Linked DNA regions of Mus musculus: region 2 is linked to region 1. The links are chromatin contacts, called in public HiChIP or PLAC-seq maps. All regions are on one chromosome and are shown on one strand. The core of a region is the stretch at or near the end of the contact, and the rest is flanking DNA. Distances in the headings are between cores, read along the strand shown.

The links. HiChIP or PLAC-seq counts read pairs in DNA pulled down with a chosen protein or histone mark.
Region 2: a contact with region 1 is called in an H3K4me3 HiChIP or PLAC-seq map of forebrain, with 2.6 times the contacts expected there. The contact joins the enhancer-like site here to the promoter of Clpb in region 1. A contact is called at or near these places in 2 of 39 promoter capture datasets (the C10 cell line and trophoblast stem cells), 2 of 15 datasets of contacts at CTCF or cohesin (embryonic stem cells and large pre-B cells), 7 of 484 Hi-C or Micro-C datasets (the G1E-ER4 cell line, cerebral cortex, cortical neurons and 1 more), 8 of 115 datasets of contacts at active chromatin or transcription factors (bone marrow-derived macrophages, embryonic stem cells, forebrain and 2 more) and 1 of 9 other capture datasets (liver).

What each region holds. Positions count from the first base shown.
Region 1 is chr7:101,661,534-101,668,482 of GRCm38.p6, forward strand. Clpb (ClpB caseinolytic peptidase B) reads left to right here and starts at 2,218. Exons shown (of 16, transcript NM_009191.4): 1 at 2,218-2,680; 2 at 5,715-5,766. The coding sequence starts at 2,278.
Region 2 is chr7:101,411,104-101,417,282 of GRCm38.p6, forward strand. Arap1 (ArfGAP with RhoGAP domain, ankyrin repeat and PH domain 1) reads left to right here. Exons shown (of 34, transcript NM_001040111.1): 34 at 201-1,483. The coding sequence ends at 218. Among named protein-coding and RNA genes, the nearest start is that of Pde2a, 37 kb to the right of the region's middle. Within about 2 kb of position 3,953, at least 52 of the 459 cell types and tissues checked have an H3K27ac peak or open chromatin away from gene starts, as enhancers often do. A contact at or near this core is called in the G1E-ER4 cell line, cerebral cortex, cortical neurons and 1 more, where this site is marked.

The DNA.
Region 1 (6,949 bases), core at 968-3,467:
TCCATACACACAGAGCAAATATAGACATGTATAACACACACACACACACACACTTCCTCATCTTTTGTACAAATGCCCACCTATTCCTAACAGTGTAACACTATTACAAAAGGAAACCAAATATGGAAGAGGCTAGAAGGTCATCTACACACCCACATCATGAAAGGAGTTTAAATAATATAGCATTTCCATCCAGAGCAACACAGGCTTTGCTGAGGGTCCTTGGTGCAATTGGGTAAATTCAAAAGAGATCAATAACCAGAAATAAAATGTAAAGTCATGCATGAGTGTGTGATTGCTTCATGATCTGGGCATGAGAAATCCTTCCTAAATACTGTCAGAGATTCCATAGAAGTAGAGGTAATGTCAAAGTGGCAAATTGAAAAGAAACACCTGCAAGGTTTTTTTTTTTTAAGTTTGTTTGTTTGTGTGTTTGGGTTTTTTTGTTTTGTTTTGTGTTTTTTTGTTTTTGCTTTTGTTTTTCAAGACAGGGTTCCCCTGTGTATCCCTGGCTGTCCTGGAACTCACTCTGGAGACCAGACTGGCCTCGAAATCAGAAATCTGCCTGACTCTGCCTCCCAAGTGCTGCCACCATTGCCTGGTTTAGTATTTTTTTAGATTTATTTATGCATTATGTGTACAGTGTTCTGCCTGCATGTATGCCTGAAGGCCAGTAGAGGGCACCAGATCTCATTATAGATGGTTGTTAGCCACCATGTGGTTGCTGGAAATTGAACTGGGGCCTCTTGAAGAGCAGCCAGTGCTCTTAACCTCTGAGACATTTCTCCAGCTCCAACACCCACAAGTTTTAATGCAGACTAATCCACTTCCTATGAAGAGTTCCAGAAGTGGAGAAGGAAAAAGCAAAGAATAGGGCAAGTGTCATGTACTGACCTTTCTTAGGAAAATGGATGTTAGCTAGAGTGCTCCATGTACAGGTAAACGCAGGCATGAGACTTGAGTGGGACAGATGCAAACCAAGGCTTAAGACCTATTCTCAGCCAACAGGCTAATGGAAAGCCCCAAAACCTGCTTTAACAATTCAAACAAGCCAGCTAGGCACCACTGGATACCAACCAGCAAAGTACCTGGGCCTGTCAGAAGCCCTGGCAGCCCAGACAAACTGTTCCCTCGATCTAGCTCAAGAGGCTCTAATGCAAGAGCAGGAAGCATTCCGCCTACAAGGCTTTCTCTGTATCCTCTAGATCAGGAGCAACTCTATGGAAGGTACAGCTTTGAGCCAGGGTAAAACAACACCCCAGACAATCCCAAACCCAGTTTTGTAATTCTGTGAGACACAAGGGGCCAGACACAGATATATGAGTAGCTAATTGTCAGCTAACTACAGAAGGAATCAACTGAAACACAATTCATAGATTCACTATTATGTAACAAACAAGATGGCTCAACTATAAAAGACACTTGCTGCCAAACCTAAGGATCTCACACACACACACTCACACACACACACACACACACACACACATCTTTAAACACACACACACACACACACACACACAGTCTTAAAGTCTTTTGAGACAGAGTCTCTCTGGCTCATAACCCTGACTATCTTGAAACTCACTATGCAAACTAGACTTTCTCAAATTCAGAGAGATCTGCTTGCCTTTGCCTGGAATGCTGGGATTAAGGACACACACCACCTTTCCCAACACTCAACATCTTTTTGAAAAGCAATAGCAACTCAGAATAAAAGTGGGGAGGGGTACAAGTTACTTAACAGGTCTTCATCGAAAATGCAATTTTATTTAAACACTAGGGAAGTTGTTCTAGGATTCCTGTATTTTGATTTTCGATATTTTGATTTGATATTTGATATCTTACACAGTTGGGGCTGACCTAGACCAAGAATGTGATTTTGACCCAGACCTTGAATTCCCGTTCTTTCAGGTTCCCACCTTCCAAAGGCAGGGCTTAAAGTTCTGTGTTAATACAAATACGGGGCTCTGGAATCTTGAATCCTAATTGCCACGCCCCACCAGAGTTTTCCTTTTTGCCACGCCCCTCTGCCCGAACTGCATTTCCCAACATTCTTCCAGCTCCGCTGTCAGCGGTCATTGTGATGTCATTCCACAGCCCTCGGGGAAATGTAGTTTGTTTAGTCTCCAGCTAGAGAAAGATCTGGGGCTGTGGACTACCACTCCCGTGAGGTAGTGCGCAGTCCCACCTTATAAGCGGCGTCTTCGAACGCGCCGCGGCAGCCATGTTGATCGTGGCTAGCACAGGGGCCGGCACCAGCGGGTTTTAGAAGCAGGTGTCATGATGTTGTCCGCGGTGTTGAGGAGAACCACGCCAGCGCCTCGGCTCTTCCTAGGGTTAATCAAATCTCCATCTCTCCAAAGCCGGGGAGGTGCTTACGGCCGTGGCGTTGTCACCGGAGACCGCGGGGAGCCGCAGCGGTTGAGAGCTGCCGCTTGGGTGCGCCCTGGAGCATCTTCTACCTTCGTCCCCGGACGGGGGGCAGCCACCTGGGGGCGCCGTGGAGAACGCACCGAGATCCCATACCTGACTGCCGCCTCGTCGGAACGCGGTCCTAGCCCCGAAGAAACACTCCCGGGACAAGACAGCTGGAATGGGGTCCCCAACAAGACGGGTCTGGGCATGTGGGCCTTGGCCATGGCGCTGGTGGTTCAGTGCTACAGCAAGAATCCATCCAACAAGGGTGATTATGGGGTCAAACTGGGTTCAAGGGAGAGGTGGGTGGGTGGGTCATGACTCCTTTGGAAGGTTGAAGGTATTTGTAAATTTAAACCCGCATAACCTTACCTTGAAGAAACCCAGTTACCTTCTGCTGCCAGGAGCAGCAGATGGAAAACTCACTGAAGTTACATCATTTCCCATCGTAGGTCTAGCACCCTCTTTGGGATCAGTTTGTATACAAGTATAATTGGGGACATTGGACTGACTAATTACAGCCCGGTCCTTTTATGTACCAATATTATATCTTGTCCATTAGTCTTTCAAGAGGTCTCCAGGAAGCCTCAACAGCTTTAGGGACCGCCTCTACATGTTTTTCTGCGTACATAGGTCCAAGGAAGGAGGACACTTGGTTCTGGTGCTAGCCTGACCCCATGTTCCTCTCTAATCTTAGTTTCCCCACTGTCTAATGAAGGCAAGCTCTCAGTGCTCTAATATTTTGACCTTTCCTGGAGTTCAGAGTCTGTTTAGTTGCTTAGAGTTTTGCTTAGTGTCATGTTTAAGATGAGCTGGATACTGTGGAGGGTGTGTGTGTGAAGCCTTGGGGGACAGGGAGTTGGCTGAAAGTTGCTCTCTGGAGACTTACAGCAGTGGGGGAGGGAGGGAGGAGGTGGAGGTAGCTAACTCAGATTGGCTTCTTACCTCAGTTGCTTAGAGTTGAGCAGGAGCTGCAAGGGTGGCCTGGCTGAGCCCAACCTCTCAGGTTTTCAGTTGTCAGTGCCTGCCTGTCCCATGCACCCCAGACTCTGAGATTGTTGAACAAGATTGGAGACCGCCTTGACCTTCCCTTGTTTGTTTAATAAGATGGGGCCGCTTGGAAAGAAAGGACTTCTGGATGAGGAACAAGGACACGGAGGATCTTGTACTGTCTTTGTAAATCTGGACTCTTAATCCTTCTTTGCTGCCCTGCGTTTCCTTTCTATTGAAGAGGGCGTTGAAGTAGGTAGGGCCTTTCTAGTTTAAGCATGCGGGAATTGTATGGTTTCCGCTTGTGCAAACATGAAGGTGGCACTGTGCTTAGCTTGGACCTAGGTGTTCAGAAAATCCCAACTTAAAACCTAGCCAGCTAAGGGGAGAGGGTGCAGCAGCCGGTCATGCAGGGCTAGTGAGTATTACAGAGGATCAGAGAGCTACTGGGGTCAGGATAGCCTTCCTGGAGGACTGGAAGTCCTTGCAAGATGTGGGGCTTGAGCTTGGTTTCTGAAGGATAGCATAGGAAACATAAAGAGGGTGGGGGCCTGTGTAACCCACGAGGGCAGGACCTCCATCTTACCTCTGTTAGTATTTCCTTAATACCAAGCATCTGTCTACCAGCGTGTGACCCAGAGAAGGGAGACATTCACATGTGGTCCTTGGATTGGATTGGATTCCATTCCCAGACTTCAGCTAGCCTCATGTGGACAGGCTAGCAGTTTGGCCAGTGAGGGTTGGAAGACAAGGTCTTTGGAATAAGGTGAGAGAAGATGAAATGGCCCTGCATGCCAGGCAGGGGCGTTTGGAATTGTGTAAGCAGTGAAGAGCCATGGTCATAGGGACAGACTGTCTAGCAGCCAGTGTGTTTGGAAGAAGAGGATAAATGTGTCTGAAGTCTGGCCTGAGAGGTTACTGGGAGCCCTAGACTGGACTTCATGGCATGTCAATTTCAGTGATGTCCATCTAATAGAAGAGATGATGACATAAAGCTCTGGCTGGTTCCAGTCTTGCCAACTTGCCTAGACAAGTGTTGAGCAGAGTCCCTCAGTGCAATGTTCTGAGGAATGGGTCTCTTTAGAAGCCAAAGGGAATTCTGGTAATGGAAAACCATGGAAAGTTTGCGAGCCCAGGGTGCCTCACTCATTCCTCCCTCCTCTGAGAAGGAAGGGGAGTGAAGAGATAAGAGGTATCTATAAGGAATGATTCTCTTTTTTTTTCAGCTGGAGCTTATCTGGGTCCAATTAAATATATGAATGAGAACAATCCATAAGAGCTGGGTATGACCCTTAATCCCAGGAGGCCGAGGCAGGTGGGTCTCTTGAGTTCCAGGACAGCCAGGGATATAAAATGAGATCTTATCCAAGAAAACTAAAACAAGTACACACAACAAACAACCACCATTAATAATAATAATAATAATAATAATAATAATAATAATAAAACAAAAAACAGACAGTCCATAAGCTAAGTAGGACGGGCCTGGCTCCTAGTCCGAGGCTAATAGGTGAGTGGAGGCACTGTGGTCTGAACAGACTTGATTTATACACAGGATGAGGCTGGTGTCTTACCTGTCTTCATATAAGCTGAGGGTCAGGAGCTTAGATGAGTTATCCAGGGCCCAAGGCATGTAAGTTGCCAGGACTACATCAGGGCTTAGCTTGCCACTGATGCTAGTGATGGCTCTAATGTTTACCTAGGGGGTCTCATGGCTACTGAATGCAGGCCTGGGTAGAAGTCAGCCTAGTGGCCTACAGTACAGCTCAGAACCAGGCTGGGCACAGAGCACCAGTTGTGATCCGCTGTTGATTTGTTTTTCCAAGTGGCCACAAGGTGGTGACAACAACCAGCCCAGGCTTCAGCTAGGCCCGAGTCCTCAGGAATCCAACGGAACAGTTTGAGTCTCCTGTCTCTGAGCTTAGGCTATGGAATTGGGAGACTTTTCAGCTTCCTTGTGAGGCTGGCAAGGATTATTGTCTGCTGAATATCACAAGAAGTTGGTTGAGAAGGAAGGGCTACAGCAGCCACTCTGAGTAATAGAGTGGCTTGGATCCCAAGTGTCCATGACTTCTTTCCTTTCTTGGGGAGACCTACATACCCGAGCCTTACTACTTGGGAAGAGTGGGCACATGATATCTACTTGCATTCCCAGAGCAGGGTTGGGGTGGAGTCCAGCTGGGGAGATTTGGTTAGCCTTCTCCTGTCAACCTTTACCTTCTAGAGAAACTTCAGCTGACTTCCTAGGCCTTCTCTTGGCTCTGAAGGGCAGGCCCTGGGCTGGTGTCTGACCAGTACCCCTCTCTTTTCAGATGCAGCTCTAATGGAAGCTGCCCGGGCCAATAACGTGCAGGAAGTCAGAAGGTAAGTGTCTGGGCCTTGCTATCTTATACAGTAAATGTGTAATGTGGCCGTCCTGGCCCAGAGGAAATCTTTCCCTGCCCTGGACTTGTTTCCTGAGAGTTCCCTGTAGCCACAGACACAGGCTCCCTTGGTCCAGGTCAGACTTTATGTATTTTAGGTTTGGAGGCAGGTTCCCAAACCCCCGAGTGTTCAGTTGCAGTGGCTTGGCGTCTGTGGAGCCTGTGAATCTTCCAGTTTGTTCTTGTTCCTCTGTGGAAGTGGCTGTGTATTAATGTTTGATGCCTGGACTTGGGAAGCTCCTAAACGCTCTTTGTGACTAAGAAGGCCTGCATGCAGGGCTGAGGCAGCCTGCAGTTGCTCAACCGCTCACCTTGTGCTCTTGGGCTTCTGAGTGGAGGGAAGTTTGAGCAGGGAAGGAAACATTGACTTAGTCTAGGGACAGGGCAGAGTGTGCATCTGGGATGGATGCTGAGACTGGGGCCTGGCCAGAGCAGCATCAGTTAGAGGCTGTTGTTCAGAGGCAGTATTCAATCCTCTGGGGCCTCACCTTGCTCTTTCTGCCCTCAAATATATCTAAGTGGCCAGGGGCCCTTCCTTTTCTTACCTCACTTTTTGTTTTTATTTTTGCCATATTGGATCTGAACAGGTCTTGCACATTGTACTTGTCAATTGCTCTCATCCTTGGTTTTATTTTGTTGTTGTTTGTTTTGTTTACTTGCTTTAGGTTGTTTGTTTGTGGTTTTTTGTTTTTGTTTTTGTTTTTCGAGACAGGGTTTCTCTGTGTAGCCCTGACTGTCCTGGAACTCACTTTGTAGACCAAGCTGGCCTCGAACTCAGAAATCCACCTGCCCCTCTGCCTCCCAAGTGCTTTTTATGTTTTTTTGAGAGAGAGAGAGAGAGAGAGAGAGAGAGAGTGTGTGTGTGTGTGTGTGTGTGAGTTAGAGTCTCTATGTAGTCCTGGCTGTCCTGGAACTCTCTGTGGCTGGTCTTGCACTTACAGAGATTCTCCTGCCTCTACCTCTGAGTACTGGGATTAAAGGCATGTGCCACCATGACCAGCCAGTTTTATTTCATTTTATGTGTATGGGCACTCAGCCCACTGTATTTTTTGTGCATGATGTGCCTGCAGTGCTCTTAGAGGTAAGAAGAGGGCATTGGTTCTGGAGTTACAGACTGTGAGGTG
Region 2 (6,179 bases), core at 2,703-5,202, 250 kb before region 1:
TGGGACCTGGCTGGATGCCTGCCTGCACTTAACTGATTTCTCTGACAGCCCATCTAGTCTCTTCCCTAGGTTTCTGGGGCCCCTTTTGTCTAGCCTTGGAAACCCCAGCTGCTGATATTTCGGCATCTACTCCATTGCTGGCTGCTCCTTTTTACTTTCACAAAGCACTTATAGGATCTGGGCTTCTGTGCTCCCTACAGCTTCTCCGCCATGTCTGAGCACAGGAGTCGTTCTGACTCTGGGACACCATCACTGCCACCAGGAAGCTTTCCTGTTCAGACGCCCTCGTGCTCTGCGTGTTTGGTGTGAGCCAACAGAACACACGGGGAAGCCATACCCACATCCCATATCCTGACTGCAGCACAGGCTTCTTGGCTGGGCAGGAATGGGCTGGCAATGGGGATTTCCCAGGAGGGACCCTTCCTTTTCCTGCAGGCAAGCAATGCTCTTGACCTGGCTTGCTTACCTAGGGTCATGCTCTTTGAATCCGTGGAATTGGAAAGATGGACAGAAATCAGGAGCTGTGCAGGAGAAGGGTTTGGGGCCCCGCTGGGAGGGAGCCCACCCCCTTCCCACAGGCTCCCAAATGGAAAGGGTGACACTCTGAACGTACTCCCGGGGGTCTACAAGGGAGCTCGTGGGAAGCTTCTGCAGGGTGATTTCTGGACTTGGGGACATCAGCCCTCTTCTGGTGTGTGCTGGCAGGGAGGCCCAGGCTGTGGCTGTCTGCTATCCCTTCCCCACTTTGGATACTTTTTGATAATATAAATATATCTGTATATTTTACCCTATGGTGCTGAGGCCTGTGATGGTTTGTGGGCACTGGTGTCCTAGGCTAAGGGTACAGTTGGCTGTGAAGCCCAGAGGTGAATGCTGGGGCTTTGAAGCCAGGAGCCTGAGTCTACCCTCTGCATGTTTACTGAGCTATTTACCCTCCACTGTCCTGGCAGAGGCCTGGCCTGGCCCTGTACCTACTGTGCCACTGTACAGCCAGGCTATGGAATTTCTGATTCAGGACAAGGCAGACCCCAGCTAGTCTGAGTCCCGGTCCCTGCAACCATCTGAGCTGGGGCCTAGATCTGTGTTAGTGACCCCGGCACAGCTACTCAGAGCCTCGTGCTGGAGACACGAGGCCACAGTGCATACCACAAGCTTTGGAGGACTGTGAAGGGGGCTTTACCCTGGGCACTATGCGTGTGCTTCCAGAGTGGAGTCTGCCTCTCACATCACAGGGCATCGCCTTCAGAGGGAAGTGCTGACCTACAGAGGTCACCAGCTACTCAAAGACAGACTGGAGACTTCTGGGAAAGTGCTAAGCTTCTGCCTTCTCTGGAGTCTCATTGCCACCCTATCTCAAAGGCTTAGTGAGCAGACTTGCTGGTGTCCTGTCCTTAGCCTCGAAAGGGGCAGAGCAGAGCTGGATAAGACTGGGGTACCTGTGCCATCTGTGACCCCCCCATCACCTATAAAGCTCTGAACCCCGGCTGTGCCTTCCTGTCAGTTCTTGATGCCACAGGTCCTAGCCATAGGCCTGGCACCTCAGTCCTGGCTTACCAAGTAGGTGGCCCCAGTGGGGACCTGGATGTACACCTGGACATGTGTCCTGGGTGTTTGCCAGGAGACAGCACACGATCCTTGAGCTCTACTAACCTGTTGCACAAGCTACGGTCCCCATCCCTTTGTCCTATCTTCAGGGAGCTGCTCCAAGCCAAATTATCATGTCCTCCAGGCAGGACATGGCTAGAGGGCTTATGTGCCCAAGAGCTGCTTCCTCCCTGAACTTGATCTACTGTCCACCAACCCCAGAGACCAAGGAAGAGGGTACAACTAGAGGTGCCCTCTGCTGGTCTGGCACTGTCATTACTCTGGTTTAGGGATTAGCCAGAGGGGAGCTGCATTTGGCCACTAGGGGGCAGTCATGGACCACTCATAGTTGCAAATTTTGAGCAGGGTCTGTGTAACACCTCCTAACCCTCCCTACACCTGCAACACTTCCTCCCTCCCTCCTCTCCTTCCCCTCCCAGTGATATTCCTGGATCTGGCTTTGTTCTTCTGCCAGCTGGACCACTCAGCCCTGCCTCTGGCCAGCAACTAGTGATGTGTTGTAAGACAGCACAGTAGAGGTGCTTTGCTTTGATCTCCTGGGCTCTAGGACATGAGAGGAGCCCTTCGCCCAATGCCTACAGAATGCAAACCTAAGCCTGAGCCTCTGCTCTCAGCTTTCCCTGCCTGACATTAGAGTCTCCTCAGCTTTCCTCCTGCTCTTAGCCTGTTCTCCCCTTTTGTGAGCGCTCCCCGTAGCCAGCACTATGTGACACTGTAGAGTGCTTTCCCTTGGCGTGAGGTCACATCCCTGCAGGATTGAGACTCAACCTTCGTGAAAAATACCTGTGACTACAGTGTTGGGGGGGGGGGGCAGAGCAGAAGGTTCTGTTGTCTCAAGGATTCCTAATACTGGAGCCAGTGCCAGAAGGGAGGGATGCACTTGGTACTTTAGGTTGCTTGGGATGGGAGGAGCCCAGAGTTAGGGGTGGGAGCCTGAAGGAGGAAGGACTTCCTGGAGGAGTGTGGTTGGGGGTGGGATTGGATGTTGGGGAGGAGAATAGGGAGGGAACTCTGAGAGAAAAGGCTGTAGTAGGGCACAGCCTGGGCACCGAGCATTGCTGGTGGAGTGTTGGGGAAAAGTGGGCAGGGTAGGATATGGGGCAGAAGAGGGCTGGGGTATCTGCCTTTCTCTCTTCTGGCTCCTTCATTTCAACCCTCCCACTCTGCATGATATCCAGCAGTGAGGACCCAGGAACCCTTGGCTCCAGGGAGCTCTGGGTACACAGGCTGTAGTGAGACAGGTGGGGGTAAAGCTGGACCCTGCTACCTCCGTACTAACCCTGGGGCTGGAGGGGGCATGGAACCTCTTTCCTACCCCCTGGCTCTTATTGCTGCCTGCCCACAGTTCTGTTTTGGAAAGCATAGATGGGTAGGCAGATATCCTTTATAGTCCACGTGGCTTTGACAGTTACTTAGATCTCTGATCGTCTGTGTGCTCTCTGTCCTTTGGAGCTAAGCTGCATCCCGATAGCCTCCTGGGAACACTGAATGAGCAGGCGCAGGTAAGTGTGAAGTGCCAGCCGTGCCCCTTGCTAGTCTTCCTAGATATATCCGCAGTGACATCTTTGTGACATACAGGAGAAGAGCTTGAGAGGTTCAGCCAGCACTTAGTGACTACTTCCTGTGTTCAGCCCTCACTCACCAAGCACTTGTTGAATACCTGCTGTGTGCAGAGCTTTTGCCGCACACGTGGGGCAGATGAGTAAGTGGTGTGGGGGAGGAGGAAACCCTTGAGGAGAGAGGATGCTGCTCAGAGGGATTCATGAAGGGCTCATGTCCTGAAGCCTGGAGGGTAGGGGATGCTGAAGAGAGACAGACAAATGTAGATGGCCTGAAGTAAGGACCTGTTGTAGCTGGATCTTAACACCCATGCAACCCCAGGGCCTCACACCCTCAGCACCAGACACCCTAAGGCCTCCCCTCCACACCCTAGCTGTCAGGTCTTAGCTCTACTGGCTACCTAGGAGACACGACTACATCCCTGTCTAATGGGCCCTTTAGGATCTTGTCCCTACCAGAAAACAGCATCTTTTCTACTACTTAAGTACTTAGTGACCTGAATGACCCAGATCCTACTCTCAGACTGTGTGACTGTTTCTGTCTCACTGACACACATGCATGCACGTGCGCACCCACACCCACACAGAGCTGGTCAGAATCTCCCTGCCTCTCCTGTCAGGGAATGCCTTTGGATTCTTGTTCCCAGTGTCCATGTTCTATGAAAACATGGGGAGGATTTGTACCCAGCTAACCAACCAGGGGGATGGCTCCTTGAAGAGCTCACTGGCCCTGGCATGTGCCCTCCTCTATGCTACTTTCAGCCTGTGGAAATTTCCACACTTCCTCTGCCCTGGTTACAGCTCCTACTGCTGTATTTATCACCCTGGAGACACAGTGACACAGGCCACAGGCACACACTCATGCTCTGCACACACGTGCCTGCACACCTCAGCTTGCACTGCCATAACTCAAGTGCATCACACACACACACACACACACACACACACAGAGCACGTGGAGGAGGGACATCCACACACAAAGAGCTCTCTAGGAAAATTGTTCTCCCTCCTGCTGCTGCCCCTCCCCCACCTCCTCCTCCTCTGTTCTGTCCGCCCACCCCCACCCACAGACCAAAGAGCTGGGCCTGAGGACTGTACCTCCCACTCCTTATCAGCTGGGAGGCACTCTGCCTGGTGACTTGAGTGTGCCCTCCCTCTTGCCATTCCGCCCTCCCTCCCCCCTCTGCCACTCCCCTGCAATCTTGACTGTCTTCTATGCATAAGTCCCCTCTTTGTCACTCTTTTGACTCTGAAGTGGAAACTGTCATTCTTCTCTGCTTTGTCTCCCGGAGGTTCAAGTCGAGGAACCCCAAGGATCCAGGCAGAGAGATAGACTAGGAGGGGGTGCCAGGAACCCACATCTCCTCAGCTCCTGTCACCTTCAGCCCTCCTCTTGATGAGGGGAGGGCTGTGTGCCTGGAACCATGGAGACCAGTGAGCGTCATGGCAACACAGTCTGGGTGGGCACAGCCTTCCTCCTCCGGGGTTTGGGGGGGTGCGTAGGAGGAACCCCATGGGCCTGATGGCTGTGGGCCTTGTGCTGGTGCCCAGTGCTGGTCACCGCATCTGCCTGCAACCTGTTCTAGTCCTACCCCTCCTTGACTCACTGCACTGTGGGCTGCAGGACTCGAACGAAGGCTCTGATGCTCCCTGGACACTGCAGGAAAGATACTGCAAACACCAACAGAGCTCAGGGGCTTGCCTAGGGCCCCACAGACTTCATAGTTGGCCACCCATGTCAGTTTACTCAGGGCAGAGAAGTCAGCTCAATGTGAGTTTGGACTCCCTGTGAAACCCCCAACTAGCCCTTTGCCTTGCCAGTGAGGATATGGAATACCTGCTGTGCCAAGGCTTCGTGTGTTCTCTCACTTCACCCTTGGGAGACCCAGGGTGGCCAGAGAGTGGCCTACCAAGGACAGATAGGCTTGGGACAACCCGTCCTGGCAGGTACCCTTTTCTCATTTGTGTCTTCCTTGCTGAAGAGGAGTCCCTGGCAGGTTCTACAGCTTCATCAGAATCTGGCCTTAGGTTGTCTAGAAACCTGAGAGCTAGTTTTGGGGGGTGGGGTGGGGTGGGGTGGGGTAGACCCTTCCTTAAGTGCCTAGACATAGGGAGGACTTTGCAACCTGTGCACAATGGTTGCTTTCTGGTCCTGTAAAGACTTGTCTCTGCCCTAGATTAGAGTGTGCAGAGTCCAGGAGGAGACCCCCGCCTTGCAACCCAGACTTGACTTGTCTCCTGGCCTCTGTGCAGTCACGTTGCAGCTGCCTTCCTCCTGGCTTATGTAATCACTCAAATATAACAGCTGCCTTTATCCCACTGAGTCACGCCCCCTCCCTCCCTCCTCAGGTGTGGGGAGTTGCACAGAAGAGGTAAAGCAGGACTGAGTGGGAGGCTGGGGGACTCCGGGAAAGGGGGGTCCTGGTGTGCCAGGTTGGAGGGAGATGAGGACAGCAAAACCTTTCTTAGAAGAGGAACTCAGGGATCGCCTCTGCTCTGACCCACCCTAGTAAAATGCTGCATTCTTGTTGTGGGGAGGGGGTCCAAGTGCTAAAGCTCTATCCACAGCCTCCTTTGCTGAGCCTCCGTCCTTACCAGAGGAGAGGCAGAGAGTATGAAGAGGAGAAAATAACTTGGGACACAATGACCAGGAGTCTCTGATCTGTGGTCCAGCTCTATCTACTCTTTATATCCTTTGGTCCTGGATATGCCCCTGGCCTGTTTGCCCACCAGTGTAATGAGGAGTCGGACCTTCTGGCCCTGACCTCTTATACTCCCTGATATCAGCGTCTAGTAGAGGCACCCAAGGATCCAGCTGTACTCCAGGTTGGCCTCCCTCATCTGCCTCAGTCTTCCTCTGAGCCACATCTGCTTAGCTGTACCCCTTGCACTGGGTAGGAAGCAGGGCCACTGGATTCTGGGTTGAAGGACACAGTAGTAGCCTTCGGCTTTCCTCTGACTTGATATCTGTCCCAGTGCTTCATCCCCCCACTGGTAACTGGAGATTACTACCCA